Regions from separate parts of the Mus musculus genome. Here regions 2, 3, 4 and 5 are each linked to region 1. Evidence: chromatin contacts called from public HiCAR-type and promoter capture Hi-C data. All regions are on one chromosome and are shown on one strand. Each heading gives the region's core, a stretch centred on a gene start, on an enhancer-like site or on the middle of the called end of the contact. The rest is flanking DNA. Distances are from core to core; before and after follow the strand shown. Region 1 holds the start of Fam184a (family with sequence similarity 184, member A). Region 2 holds the start of Sim1 (single-minded family bHLH transcription factor 1). Region 3 holds the start of Gja1 (gap junction protein, alpha 1). Region 4 overlaps Tbc1d32 (TBC1 domain family, member 32). Region 5 holds the start of Msl3l2 (MSL3 like 2).

Evidence for each region. Promoter capture Hi-C pulls out the DNA fragments that hold promoters and counts their contacts. HiCAR-type assays count read pairs that join an accessible place to other places.
Region 2: a contact with region 1 is called in a HiCAR-type map of astrocytes, with 3 times the contacts expected there. The contact joins the promoter of Sim1 here to the promoter of Fam184a in region 1. A contact is called at or near these places in 1 of 39 promoter capture datasets (liver) and 1 of 115 datasets of contacts at active chromatin or transcription factors (astrocytes).
Region 3: a HiCAR-type map of astrocytes shows a contact between it and region 1, with 5 times the contacts expected there. The contact joins the promoter of Gja1 here to the promoter of Fam184a in region 1. A contact is called at or near these places in 2 of 39 promoter capture datasets (embryonic stem cells and pre-B cells), 1 of 115 datasets of contacts at active chromatin or transcription factors (astrocytes) and 1 of 9 other capture datasets (embryonic stem cells).
Region 4: a promoter capture Hi-C map of hippocampal neurons shows a contact between it and region 1, with 7 times the contacts expected there. The contact joins the enhancer-like site here to the promoter of Fam184a in region 1. A contact is called at or near these places in 7 of 39 promoter capture datasets (the 3T3-L1 cell line, embryonic stem cells, hippocampal neurons and 3 more) and 1 of 115 datasets of contacts at active chromatin or transcription factors (astrocytes).
Region 5: a promoter capture Hi-C map of embryonic stem cells shows a contact between it and region 1, with 12 times the contacts expected there. The contact joins the promoter of Msl3l2 here to the promoter of Fam184a in region 1. A contact is called at or near these places in 6 of 39 promoter capture datasets (the 3T3-L1 cell line, cranial neural crest, embryonic stem cells and 3 more) and 1 of 484 Hi-C or Micro-C datasets (LSK cells).

Annotation. Positions count from the first base shown.
Region 1 is chr10:53,749,445-53,752,311 of GRCm38.p6, forward strand. It overlaps Fam184a (family with sequence similarity 184, member A), which reads right to left and starts at 1,465. Exons shown (of 18, transcript NM_001081428.1): 1 at 1,269-1,465. The coding sequence starts at 1,436.
Region 2 is chr10:50,894,271-50,897,137 of GRCm38.p6, forward strand. Sim1 (single-minded family bHLH transcription factor 1) reads left to right here and starts at 1,381. Exons shown (of 11, transcript NM_011376.3): 1 at 1,381-1,801. The coding sequence starts at 1,627. A230054N11Rik (a long non-coding RNA gene) reads right to left here and starts at 264. Exons shown (of 2, transcript XR_871640.2): 1 at 1-264.
Region 3 is chr10:56,375,905-56,378,771 of GRCm38.p6, forward strand. It overlaps Gja1 (gap junction protein, alpha 1), which reads left to right and starts at 1,396. Exons shown (of 2, transcript NM_010288.3): 1 at 1,396-1,614.
Region 4 is chr10:56,164,562-56,167,428 of GRCm38.p6, forward strand. All of the region lies in intron 15 of Tbc1d32 (TBC1 domain family, member 32), which reads right to left. Among named protein-coding and RNA genes, the nearest start is that of Msl3l2, 59 kb to the left of the region's middle. Within about 2 kb of position 1,365, at least 7 of the 459 cell types and tissues checked have an H3K27ac peak or open chromatin away from gene starts, as enhancers often do. A contact at or near this core is called in hippocampal neurons, where this site is marked.
Region 5 is chr10:56,105,422-56,108,288 of GRCm38.p6, forward strand. It overlaps Msl3l2 (MSL3 like 2), which reads left to right and starts at 1,496. Exons shown (of 2, transcript NM_001163833.1): 1 at 1,496-1,608. All of the region lies in intron 22 of Tbc1d32 (TBC1 domain family, member 32), which reads right to left.

The sequences.
Region 1 (2,867 bases), core at 215-2,714:
CTCGCTGTGGCTACCTGCATTCTGAAGATGAAACACCACCTGGGAGTCTGGACTTTCAGCCTCATCCATGTAAATGCTCTGATAACATGTGGCTACCACAGTTTACATCCCTTCCATTCTGGGTTTCAGGACCCTTCACAAAAGCAAACGGTACCAACTGAACGTGCAGCATCTCTTAGGATGGTGCTTAGAACAAAGACAGACAATCCAAAAAGGAAGAAAACTAACTCCACAAATTGTCGTGTTGCTCAGCATGGGGTGAGTCTTGATCACGTGGTTTTTGTTGTTTTCATCATGTGTCTCTATGCATCCCTTCACTCATTCCCGTTATCTTTGAATCCTCGATCGATCACATCCTCCTCCCCCGTCTCTTCACTCCCTTTTCACAAGTGTGCCCCCCTCCTCTCTTTAAACTCCAGGGAAACTGTATGATGGAGTTGAGCCAGATCTCAAGAGATTATCGAGCAGTGACCCTCAAGCCCACCTTCCTCTTCAACACTGCAACAGTCCTAGGGAACCTGGTCCCCATGTGTGACTTCCAGAAACCCTAGATCAGTCCCACACAGGGTGAGCCTGCTGGGTAAGAGCTACACAGAACCAACCCTTATGATCAGTATTCAGTATTTTACTAAATTCGAAAAAGGACTCATTAACGGGCATACACCACCCTGAACTATGCTTGGAAAACTGTGCAGGTGATGTGCAGGTCTTCTGATAAGATGGGGCATTTACTAAATGCAAACGCGGTGTGATTCATCTAATAAACCTTATTTGACATCTTGTGAGGGTAAGTAAGGAATGACTCATTAAATCCCTTAAAATGGCACGCAAGGTATGTTTTACCCTCCTACAGTCCTCGGAATAACCTCGGGAAGTTTATCCTCTCATTAACTGTGTAACCAGTAGCCTGACACCGATTAACTCCGAGGATCCCGGGTCATATTAGGTAAACCGGTACAGTACTTCACCGAGTACTGTAGCGCGGTGCTTCGTGCAGCCCTTGGCAGAGGCACCTGAGCAACAGGAAAAGTCCATTACTCCTGTGGAACCCAGAAAGTAAGCCCTCATGTGCTCTGTGCAGGTTTACCCCTAGTCGGTTGGTTATGGAGTGCAAGCCCTGGAAATCCCGCGGTGCAGTGTGCGGTGTGCGGTGTAGCTCAAGTTAGGTGGCTAGCGTTCCACCCAAGTTTGGAGGGACCAGGAGGCAACTCTGGCTGTTGCTTCTCTTAGGAGCCCCCTCCTGAACCCCGAGCCCCAGCACCCCATACCTTGGTGAGCTGGGCGATCTTCTTGCTCATTTTCAGGTGCATGTCCTGGCTGTAGTCCATGTTGTGCCCTGCCAGCTGAGCGGCAGCTGGGGAGGTCGCGAATTTGGCCGGCCCGGACGTGGAGCTACCGTAATAGTGATGTTGCCAGCTCATGCCCGGGGTCGCCATCTTCCCGGCAGACCCCAGCCGGGGCACCTGTCCCTGCGCGCGGGGCGAGGCCGGCGCGGCGACGACACGGGACAGGCGACAGCCCGGGCGACCGCTTGCCGACCCGCCGGCCCGTGCCCTCCAGTCCCGCAGCCAGCAGCCCCCTGCCCGCCCGCAACAGCCGCGTCCCCCTGCCTCGGCTTGGCGACGTCGCGGCTAGCGTCCCGCAAGAAGCGGCCACCGGGCCCCGAGACTCCGCGGCCGCCGGGGCTGCGGAGGGAGGCGGAGACGGGGCGGGCTGCAGCGGCGGGAGGCGGGTCCGGGGACGCGGGAGCCGCCGAGCGCCGTTACCAGGACGCGCGGCTCGGGGGCTCAGCGAGCGCGCGAGGGTGGCCACGTCATTTCCCCGCAGCCAAGCTCCGCCCCGCAGCTCCCCGCCCCGCAGTCCTCCAGTTTGCAGCTTCTCAGCCCGCAGCCAAGCTCCGCCCCGCATCCTTCCAACCCGCAACCTCCAACCTGCAGCTCCTCAACCCGCAGCCAAACTCTCATCCTCAACCCTCCAGCCCATAGCTCCGCGTCCCTGCAACCGGCAAATCTGCGACCCCGCAATCTGCAGCCCTGAACCCCTCGGCCCTCCAGCCGCCAGCACTTGTCCTCCACACTCCCATAGCTACACAGCGATTGAGCCCCACACTAGGCGCCCTGCCTCACGGAGGCCTCTCACAGTCGCACAAGGCCTTACAACCTTGCAGCCTGAGAGTTCCCACTGCATCCAGCAGCACTGTCTCACTTTTCACCGCGCAGACCCACAGCTGCCAGCTCCTTAACACACCCATTTCCCACAGTCTGCACCCTTTGGCTATTACCCTGTGCCTGAGTGTGCAATCTAGTTTTTAAAAGAATCGTCCAAAGAAGATAAAAAATTGATGGTGACCTTCGTTTAGCAACAAGCAGCGGGAAGCTCGACAGAGCCTCTCTGCATGTACTTTTTGTGTGCAGGCCCAGCCACAGCCGACATAGGATCTTAAGGCCAAGCATCTCTACACTAGAGAAGTGGTGGTGAAATAGAGGGAGATCCGATCCGTAATCCTACACGTGATTGGTCTTCCCAAACTCATCCAAACTCAAGCATTTCAGGGTCATACTGACCTAATGTGTGCCAGGCTAGAATGAAGCGATGCCAAGGGCCTATGTTTGGAGGACCATACCTCTACAATCAGCTGCACCCAATTCTCGGTGGGATGAAGCCTGGAATAATTAAATATGAAAATGTAATTGGCTAGATATTAGAATAGGACTGGGATATAGAGGGAAGAACCCAACAGGGAAACAAGATATCTGCCCTTAAATATTGGGGCTGTATCAAGATTTGGCATTATGCGTACTTTTTCCACCTTGCTAAATATATTACTTTATACTGATCTTTTTCTTAGCACCTCTGCCTTTCTAGGT
Region 2 (2,867 bases), core at 131-2,630, 2.9 Mb before region 1:
GCGTGAGGCGCGCAGCCGTGGGGAAATCCTGGCCACTGTCTGGGATGCTATTCGCACGCGTTCCTGGAGCCTCGGCTAGCCAGCCCCCGCAAGGCCGCACGCTGTGCGCAGACACCCGAGTCTAGGGAGCGCGAGTGTCACTCGGCACGCCGAAGACCTCGGGGTTTGGAGCGGCGGCGGCAGCGGGGCAGCGGCGACCCCGCGCCCGGGGCTCATTAGGAGCGGAGCTGCCAGGCTCACTGTAGGACCCGAGCCGCGAGCCCAGTCGCGTGGGGGGGGGGGGGGAGGAGGAGCAGGGAGCATGCTCGTCACTCACCCCGATTGGCCAATGAGCGCCGCGTCTTGGTTGCCTATGACCAATAGGAAGAGAGAAAATTTGTGAGTGGCGTTTGAGAAGGGCGGGAGAAAGGGAACCTGGGAGCGAAGTTGAAGCTAAACCCGGTAAGCTATAAAGAAGTTACAGGGGGGCGCTTTGGGCTCCCAATTAGGAACAGTACCGGCTCCCAACACTACGGAGGACTCGGACTCGGAAAACACCTCTCCTGTCCCCAGCCTGTGTTCTCCTCCCGCTGCTACCTACCCCTCCCCCATTCATGCCCATGGGAAGGTGGCCCAGGCACACTCTGCGGGCTGCGGGTGACAGCCGGGAGGCTGCCGCTGAGGCTCCGCAAGCGCGCAGGCTTGAAAGCAGTTAGGGGGCGGGAGCCTTAGCAGCCTCCGCGGCTCTCGAGGACGTAAGGTAGGTGAGGAGCCAAGAGCTCCAGGTGATGCCTACGAGGGGCTGTCGCGCGTGCCACCTGTTAACTCTGCGCTGCGGTGCCCTGTGTGCAACTGCGGGAGTCCCCGGGGGTTTGATGCATAAGCAGCACTTCTCCAGGAACCCCTCAGACGTGAACCCCGCCGGGGAGAGGCAGCCGGAGTCCGGGGCAGTGGAGGAATTCTGCACGGCTGGATAGCCTGGCTTGGCGCGCACGGCCGGCCGAGCTCTCCGCAGACGCGCATTTAGCCGTCGGTGCTACATCCCGGCCGCGGCGAGCGGAAGCCCAGCCTGTCCCGGGACCGACCTGCCCAAGTTTTAAATACCCAGGGCTGTGACGAGCAGAGTATGAGCGCAGAGGCCCTTTGGGGCCCGGTTGGCTGAATTATAGTGGGTTTGAGTTTAGCCACAGATGTCTTATTCCTTGGTGTTCTTGTCTTCGTAGTGATCTGAAAGAAGTTACCCGCGATTCCTGTTTCCTACAAACCAGCTCAGAACCAGAGGAGTTGGAAAACAAACGTCGGGTATTATTATGTCGATTTCCCAAGGACCCGGGTTCTTACCGCGGATCAGATGAAAAGGTTGGCTCCTCGGGAGTCCTTCCAGCATTTTATACTTAGAGTCCCAAAGGATTGCCCGGATTTGCCGTGAACCAGCAGCTTTCTTTTATACTTACACCTCACGTTTTCAAGAAAGTATTTTGTTTGCCGCATTGCCCTGTCCATCATTCGTGTCTTCCCGGAGCAAACTTCAGCCTCCTGTTTAAAGTTATGTTTTTACCGAGTGTGATCTCTAATTGAAAGTTAACTTTTGGTTTTGGATGAGTCTGTGGAGTTTACGTTGTAAGAAGAAAGGGAGCCCGAGACACGATGAAAGAAAAGTCTAAAAATGCTGCCCGAACGAGGAGGGAGAAAGAAAACAGTGAATTTTATGAACTGGCTAAATTACTGCCTTTACCCTCAGCCATCACCTCCCAACTGGACAAAGCATCCATCATCAGACTCACGACCAGCTATCTCAAAATGAGAGTGGTCTTTCCAGAAGGTAAGCGTCTGTGCCTAGATTGAATTTCGAAGGAGTAAACCTACCCCAGCAGCACAGAAATGTACTTGTGTTTACCGGCGTGGGTTACATTCTCTGAAAAGGGAAATTTAACCAAGCTATTTGATCAGTCAGCGCCAAAGGGCTTTCCCTGCCTTTCTTAGTCTTTCTCTTCTTCCCCGTATTTCTCTCTCCAACACATTCGATATATTTGGTTGGGAAATAACCCAATAGTGCTTTTATCAACATTTGGCTCAGTTGAAAGCACGGCTAATCCAAACATGACTTTCCTTTTTGTTCCTCTAGTCAGACATGTATCCAATAGAAATCAGGAGTACTGCCCAATTGCTTATTTTTGCTAGGTATAGATTAGATGTATAAACATAGTGCTAGGTAAGCTAGATAATAATTTATCAAAAGGGCCACAATTCCGCGAGGGCAGGCGTGTGTGTGCGAACAGTATGCCTGGACTCCGCCAGTCTCTTGGCTGTTTATAGTAAATTGGTTCTCATTTTTTAAGATGTCCAGAGATTCTTAAATCGGAGCTTTGTGAGTTGCATTTCTGGCCTTGGCGTTATCTGTAAAATCATAAATTTGTCTCAAAATAGTCAAGATTTGAGGAAAGTAGAGCAGACAGAAATGTATCCTCAGTGGTGGCTGACAAATCGAGACAAACTCTCATAGGGCCTAGAAGTTAGAATACCAGCAGCAGATAGGATTGTAAGTTGGAATTTCAGTTACTAATACTCATTGTGAGAGGAAGAGCGGACTTCCCAGAGCATAGTCTTGTGTGAACTCATATCTACTTAGTAGGAAACGTGAATACTCTCCAGGGAAGGAGCTCTTTGATCTCCCATTTGCTCACCCTTCCTCAACCAAATAACAAACAGAATAGAAAAATATTTTGTTAGGGGAGGAAGTTTTAAGAATGTAAAAGAATGATTACTAGACAAACAAAACTTCTAGAGAAAGAAGTTTGTTTATTTACAAATGAGACAAATGAGAACTTCTTTTTGACCTGTTGTTGGTTTTGGGTGTTTGAGGGATCTTATTTTTTGATGGGGGGGGC
Region 3 (2,867 bases), core at 146-2,645, 2.6 Mb after region 1:
ATAAATCTTTTTTTAAAAAAATCTAATGTCACATTATCACATTCATTGCTGGACATAAAGCCTTGAAAGTCCGATTATAGTTTCTGCATCTGTAACATTACTTCCCTTCTTTAAGTTAAAGACAAAGGAACCTCAAAAGTAAGAGAACATGCTGGGGTCTTAAACTGTGAGGTTTTAAATGGCACTCCCTTAGTCATCCTAGTGAGAGGGTGCTTCGGCAGGAAAATGTTTCCCAGGAAGTCTTCGCCATCCTTTGTTCTGCTATTTACATTAGTGTGAGACGTTCAGCTCCATCAGGTGATGCCTATACAAAGGCCTAACTCCAGGAGCGCCGCTGAAGCCTGTTTATCGCCCTATCACAAGCCCTCGTGGGGGGCATCTGGGAACCCTCAAAGGAGCTGCCCACCCTAGGAATGAGGTCATATGACTCAGGCTTTCATAAACCCCATCAGGTATGATGAGAGAGGCATGAAGCTGTGGGCAGGCAGTCACCAGGCCCACATCTCTTCCCTGAAAGTGCTTCCGAGGGACAGGATTGGAAGAGAGAAAGAAGTTTTGAGACAGGCTGTGTCTGGCAACTCTGGTCTGCAGCGGTTAGAAGGAAGAGGAGGAGGGGGACAATTCTGGCATCTCCCTGCCGATTTAAATGTTAAATTGTAGGCATAAAAAAGACTAAGATATGGATCTTCACTTCCTTGGAGATTGGGTTGAGGTCCTATCAACGTTTCAGACAAGAGTTACATACATGATATATTATTTTTATTCATAGTATAGAACATGTATCTTCTTGTTGTTAATTAAAAGAATAAGGAAAACTACCTAAAGCAGCAGAGAAACTGAAGAGTAGACATCCCACTCCACGGGTCTGGTTGTGAAATGCCTTTCCCATGCCCACCGCCTCTTTCCTTTGTTAATTGTCCGGGTTTAAGAGGAAGAGAATTAGGTCATAAGAAAGATCACTCACACCCACCTCAAGCTTCACACACCTTGGGCAACCCAGAACAAGTCTGCACGAGTTCACCTTGTCTCCCCCCCCATTTTTATTTATTGTAATATTATTATTATTATCATTATTATTTAGGAAATGTGACCTAAAAGGGACATCTTCTCACTGCCCGTGGTCATCTCCTGAAGGAATGACCCATCCAACAGTTTTTTTTTTTAATCTGTGAGGAGTCACAGCCCCGCAGTAGCTGACGTACATCTAGAGCTATTTCTTACTTTTTTTCCCCTTCTCGTCAGCACATTGAAACTACAACTTTATCTTGACCAGGTTGCTTCTTCTGCCTGCTCAGCTCCACGCTCGCCAGCCTCCACTCCACCTCCTCCCCGCCTTTTCTTCCTCCCTCCCCTTTCTCCTAGCCCCTCCTTCCAGTTGAGTCAGTGGCTTGAAACTTTTAAAAGCTCTGTGCTCCAAGTTAAAAAACGCTTTTACGAGGTATCAGCACTTTTCTTTCATTGGGGGAAAGGCGTGAGGGAAGTACCCAACAGCAGCAGACTTTGAAACTTTAAACAGACAGGTCTGAGAGCCCGAACTCTCCTTTTCCTTTGACTTCAGCCTCCAAGGAGTTCCACCACTTTGGCGTGCCGGCTTCACTTTCATTAAGTGAAAGAGTAAGTTTTGAAAAAAAGAAAAACCCACTTTACCTAGTAGCGTCTCTTTCTGTAAGGGAAACTCTTCTATGCTTTGTAAATGCGTTGCGTCTTTGACTTAGGATACTGTAAGTAGAACGACGATCTTCAAAGTGCCTTTGTCATTTCCACGTGCTGAGTTTGATTTGGGTTTGTTTAAAAAGTTCCGCTGAGAGTGCAACAGGTAAAAGGCTCAAACTTTTTCCAACTAGAGTGAAGGAAGGACCAAGTTACTAAACTTAGTTCTTTGTTATGGAGCCTAACTTCACTTTTCTGTAGTCGCCAATGGAGAAGGTGTTGCGGGGGTGGGGGTGATGGGGGGGCACCTCAGTCAACTTTGCTTAGCCTGCTTCCTATAGTGCTGGACACTACACGCTTCTTTTTTTTCTTATGAAAATCCGGTCGCCTGTTCTACTGCCTTGAAACTGCAGACTCCTTTTGTAACAGAGTGCTTTGTTGAGACGCTGCGGCAGCAGTTGACTTCCACGTGGTTCTCTCTTAGACTTTTCAGGACTAAGCCACTAAATACGTAGACCAGGGTGCTGCGGTTAGAGTTTTTAGACCAACAGTGGGTACTTTGTGCAAGCCTGTGCGATGCTACGGGATGAACCTCTTAGCCTGCACAGCCAGCATTTTTTTTTAATACTCCACGCTGGCAACTCCGGGCGCGAGAAATCTTGAATGGGTGGTGGTGACTTACGGAGAGTTAGAGGAAGAACGGGCGTTTAGAAACAGTGTGTGCCAGGTTGCTTTTCCAAAATCAACTGCTAGAACGCGAGCTCCTAGAAGGAATGGGGAAAAGGGATTTTTAGAGCTGCGCTTTTAGAAAGAGCTGCCCCCTCTCCACCCCCAACTCCTCCTGCGTGCCCGGACTTGTAGTGACTTCAGAGCTGTTAGGACAGTTTTGAATTGGAGCCATCAGAGGGTGCAAAGCACTAAGCAAAAATGATGCTAACGTGCAGCTTGAAGGGGGTCCGTCTTAAAGCTTTTATTTTTAATTGGTAACACATTCTGTAAAGCACTTTGACCGGCCTAAATCCACACCGAAGTATCAGGGTGGGTCTGTATTGAAGGGCTTTTTTTTCTGTACCAGACCAGGCCGAGTCGTTGTGAAGTGAAAGCTTTAGGGCAGAGGATGGCACGGGCCCCTCCTGCCCAGTCTTAGCATCATCACGGGCTCCGTTCGCGCTTCCCGCAGCCTCCCAGCTTCGCGGTCCAGACGGCTGGCTGCGGAG
Region 4 (2,867 bases), core at 115-2,614, 2.4 Mb after region 1:
CTGTCCTGCCCACAGAGGGCAGTCTGTAAACATTCATTTGTGCTTTCTCCCTTTGCACTTAATGCCAACACTAACAGCATAAGCTGTCCAGAAAAACACTGCCAATTCTGTGTGGGGGGTGTGTGCTTAACAAAGTCCCGGGACAACCTGGAGATCAGAGGACAATTGCAGCAGTCACATCTCTAGTTCTACCATGTGAGTCCCAGCAATTAAATCCAGGTCATCAAGTTTAGTACGAAGTACATTTCCCTGCTAAGGTATTCCCTAGCCCCCTAATTCCTTTTTACAGCTAGCAAGCTGCTCATGGCTCCAATGTGAAAAACAAAATTTAATGAGCCGGACTCTTTCTAATTGCATTTGCAAACATTCCAACCTTTCTACTAAGGAAACAATCAGGGTACCACACAATGATAATCAGAGGTCACTTTTGGTAGTTTATATCTTGTTTGTCCCACTTCAATGTGACAGAACCTTTCTTTAAAAGCAAAAATACATACACACCCTAGAGGCAGTACCTGGCAAACCCCTGATTTATCCAAATTAATAATATCCATACAAAAACAGAGAACCTATATAAGGATATAAGGCGAGGCATACTAGCACTTTTCTTTTTAGTTTTTCTAATCAGTAACTTTTTTTAATTTTATAAGCTTTGCTACTGAAAACAAAAACAAAAACCTTGCAAATAAATAAATTTGTCACATACCCAAATTACCCAGACTCAAAGTCGATGCTACTTAATGATCTTACATACAGTTAAGGTTGACAGGTTGACGGGGGATCATAGTTCAAGGCTGGATTATATTATTAGTGAGGCAATATTTTAAAAAGGAAATGATTTTGTAGAGGGTTAAGTAATAGATGAAAAGATCTTAGAATTCATGATAGGAGAAAAATGTTCCTTAAAAAAAGAAAAAGATTGTTAAATACTTAACAGCTCCAGTTCCAACAAACTAAAGGCATAATGTCTCTCTTTCCTCCATAAATTCAAAAAATTCATAAGTAAAACTAGTTTTTAAATGCATAAAAACCCTCCAGGAGAAAGCAAATGGGAAAGATAATGGGAAATTTTGGACTTGGAATGCAGAAGAGCTGAGTAAACCTAGAAAGTGCCAGTGGCCAGCCACAGTGCAACAGCTAGATTCATCAGACCTAGAAGTCTGATGAACTAAGTATCTCTGTGAGTGGGAACAACCAAACAACACTGAAAGCATGCGTGCCTAGAAGGAAGTTTATGGAAAACTATAGCCTCCAGGTTCCATTTAAAATTGCAAGCTGCCAGCCCTGGGACTTCTTGGAAGGCACAGAAATCAGGAAACAAGAGGGAAGAGCAAATCAAAATGCACACACTGAGGCCTGAGATCCAGCACCGCGTCAACACTAACTCCACTGAGATGTGTGGGTGTTCAGGCACAGGACTGCAGGAGGCTTCTGTAAGTGTGGGTGTTCAGGCACAGGACTGCAGGAGGCTTCTGTAAGTGTGGGTGTTCAGGCACAGGACTGCAGGAGGCTTCTGGAAGGTTTTTTCCAGTAAAATTCCATGCATTTTCAACAACAACAACAAAAAAAGTAATGACCACAAGCGACAACTGCCTTTGTAATCCTTACCAACAATTGTTTTAGACACCTAAGGGGTAATAAACCAAAACAACAGATTAAAAACAAATGAGGGGAAATGAGAAAGTATGAGGTGAAATGTCATTATCCACAGAGGTGAAAAAATTTACTCTGCTCTAAGAGCAATAAGATGTTCTGCTTTTAACACACCCACTCACCCACTCACTCATATAGGCACACACACACACTCACATATGCACACACATACACTCATATATGCACACACTCACATATCCACATACACACACATATGCACACATGCTAATACATACTCACATATATATAAACACTAACAAACACATATATGTTGTCATATACACTCATATATACATACACTCGCATATGCACACACATACACTCATATATGCACACACTCACATATCCACATACACACACATATGCACACATGCTAATACATACTCACATATGCATAAACACTAACAAACACATATATGTTGTCATATACACTCATATATATATACACTCACATGTACACACACATATGCATGCATACTTACATATGCACACAAAAAACTCACATGTATGCATACGTGCACACACAAACATGATCAGCCCAGGAAGATTGTTCGGTAGGCAAAAGCACTTGCCATGTGAGTGCTATGCCCTTAGTTTGATCCTCATAATTCTATCAATATATAAGAACAAAACGAACTTTATAACGTTCTCATTTGAAACCCACAAATGTACCATGGAACATGCATGTCTGTGAGTACAACCATGTGTGTGCATGCATACACACACACACAATGCACACACACACACATGTACAAGCATATATGTAAACTAAATCAATAATATCAAAATATGATTTTCTGGAAAAAGCCACAAAATTGTTCAGTTTTAAGTTAGTAAAAATAAGAAGAAGAAGAGAAGAAAGAGAAGAAGAAGAAAAAGAAGAAGAGGAAGAGGAGGAAGATTAATAATAAGTAAAAAACACTAGCACCAGAATGAGAGGTTACATTTCTCACTACTGATTCCAGGCACTATCAAGATAGCAAGAGTGCATTATTGATAACATTAAACTATGTATAGATAAATAACTACATCATTTCTCTATAAAATACAACCTGCTAAATTCCACACGAAAACTCTCAACAGGTCTACTGAAGAAATTAAGTAATTAAAAGGATTAGATAATTCAAGGTACACGTTATCTCACACATGAATACTATCAAATACTTAGAGAAGTTATAACAGTTCTCTAGAATTCTGGCACACGAGAGAAGCAG
Region 5 (2,867 bases), core at 246-2,745, 2.4 Mb after region 1:
TGGTACACTTCAAACAGCTTCATAAAACTCACCAATAAATAAGGTGAGGACATCAAGAAAACTAGGGTTATTCTTAGAGAACTCTTTATTTACTCTTTTCTATTGGTCTTCTCCTTATATTTTTCATTTACTTTGTTATATGACAATATCGTATGGGCATATGATATAAAGCAATTACTAGCTAGCTCTCCAATATTCCTTCTTATCTCCCTCTCTTCTCTATCAACCCTTCTGTATCCCTACCAGTTCCTTTCTGGATTCATGACGGTTTTTGTTCTGTTCTGTGACCCATTTCATTTAATCAGATCCCCCTGTGTGCTCATTGATTATACACTGATTCCTAGTAGAGTGAGAAGTGCTCTGTTCAACCATCTTCTAAAATAAATCTCCTGATGATTGTTTCCTGAGCCCCTGGCCGTTATTTCTACTCATCAGTCAAGGCCCATAAAGCTATAAAAATCAATACCTAAATGCTTATCTTTCCAGACAAAGCAAATAAGTAGACAGTGTACTTTAAAATCCCCTCTTTTAGATATCCATGGTCAAAAGATCAGTAACTGCAGGTGTAGCACATAATACCATCTATAAGCCAGACTTAGTCATTTTTTTCTTCTGTAGCTAGAGAAAATTTCACATAAACTAGAGATTACGCTGCACATATAATTCATATGTTCATAAAATTTACTGTGTTCTTTGGGTCAGTTTAACCTTATTTTACAAAAGTGCCACTTTCTTTGATAGCTGAGTGTAACGTGCCCGAATAATTGAAGATTCACTTCTATTTCTGACAGGTTCTCTCTTGCCCCCGCTGTCTTCAAGAAGCGAGGGAGCAGACAGCAGAGAGGATACATATGAAGTACTCTGTAAACTCGGTATTACCAGCCTTTAAACGGGATGAAGCAACGTAAAAATAGATCACCACGAAGGATTTAAATGAAACAGGTTTGCACTCAGTAGATGCAGGATACTCGTGTTATAGTTCTGGGAAGTGTTTATAGCTCAAATACGTCTTGGGATGTAGACGCATCATCTGAGAGAGCATCGCAGTAAGTCTGCCTGTCAGGAACTGCAGATCGCCTAGAAGCCTGGAGCTGTGGGAAAAAGTGTGTGGGTGGGTGGGTGGGGGTGGGGGGGCTCGGGTCTTAAAGGCTGGAAGCAGGGCCTACGAAGACCACTGTCCTTCCTGCTGCTGTGTTGGCTAGCGTCAACTCAGTATCAACTATAGCCATTTTGGAGGAGGAAACCCCTAATTGTGAAAATGTCTTCAGCGGATTAGCCAAAGGACAAGCCTGTCAAGCATTCTCTTGATTGATGTTTGATGTGGGAGGGCCCTAGTCTCTGGAGGCAGTGCCACCCGTTGGGCTGTAGCCATTTCCTCCAAGTTGAAACATCTTCTCCTGGAGGGAGGGGGCGCTAGAGAGTCGGGAAGTAAACCAGACAAATCCGGTGAAAACTGAAACTAGCAAGATTCTCAAGGTCCCCACCCCCTCTCCTCCTGGGCTTCAAAAGCAGTCGAAAACTGCGGGGTGAGAAAGGATTGCACGGTTGGCTAGGATTCCCACAGCGAGCAGTTCGGTTGCAGTTTTCCTGAATCCCCACCTTGATGAGGTAAGCTTTTCAGAGATGCAGCTGCTTTTGAGCTTCCCTGACCCCACTGACCAGCACTGGATTCTGGATTTCCATCCCATAATTAGTTGTCAATGCCCTCTCTGGGCTAAGCAGACATAGACTGTGGTTCTCTAAATACGTCTCATGGGACAAAGTGTCTGGAGAGGTATTCTAGAGGCATATGTTAGAGGTATTTTGCCACATTTCCACATCTCATAGCACTGAACAATAAGGGAATTGTTGGCTATAGGGAACTATGCCACCAAGAGTAAGCTAGGGTCTAGAGAACCCCCTTAGCAAGTCCTGAGAACACCCATCTAGCACCCAAAACCAACACAAGATTAATGCAGCATAGTGGGGGGCTCAAACCCCACAAAATACAGCCTTAGACACAGAAGCCTATAAGCAGCTGAGACTGAATAGGAAACAAAAGTAGATATAATGTAGGGAAGTTAAAGATACCAGTTCAAACTTCACAGTAGACGGGAGAATTTTCCAGCTGGGCTGGAGAGATGGCTCAGTGGTTAAGAGCACTGGCTGCTCTTCCAGAGGTCCGGAGTTCAGTTCCCAGCAACCACATGGTGGCTCACAACCATCTGTAATATAATTTGATTCTCTCTTCTGGTGTGAATGAAATAAATAAACAAACAAATCTTAACCAATAATAGTAGTAGTAGTAATAATAATGATAGATAATTGTACCAGGCATGCTTGTCTCTGTAAAGTATAAACTCTATAATAATCATTAGATTTTTTTGCCATCTGTACTTCCTTTCTCATCTAAGGTACTTACTGATTTTGTGATTTAGACTACATGTTTACATATAGGAAGAGATTACAAGTGAACTTGGGAAAAACTGGAATTCACCAGCTATGGGACAACAGTTAAAGACTTTTTGATAAACTACTTACTTAAACTGTAGGTGAGACAGTGTTTCATTGGAGGATTTTAGTTCTCTCAGGCTTACAAGACTAAAGCTAAAGTACTTGGTGATGCCTGACAAGAATTACTGTAAATATTAGACATTACTATTAAAGATACTATATCTTTGTGACAATACTCTTGATACAAATTATTTCCAGACCCCATTTGAAAAAACTAAGCAAAGAAGTGATTTTAGGAATTCTAGAAAAAATAAATATGGGAGGGAAAAGAAATCACTCTATAGTTTTGAGAATCCTTACCTCAGTATTTCTCAAAAGTGAGCTTGCCAAACTGTGGAAGTCCACAGCTGCCAGGCTGAGGTAGAGGCTTCAGG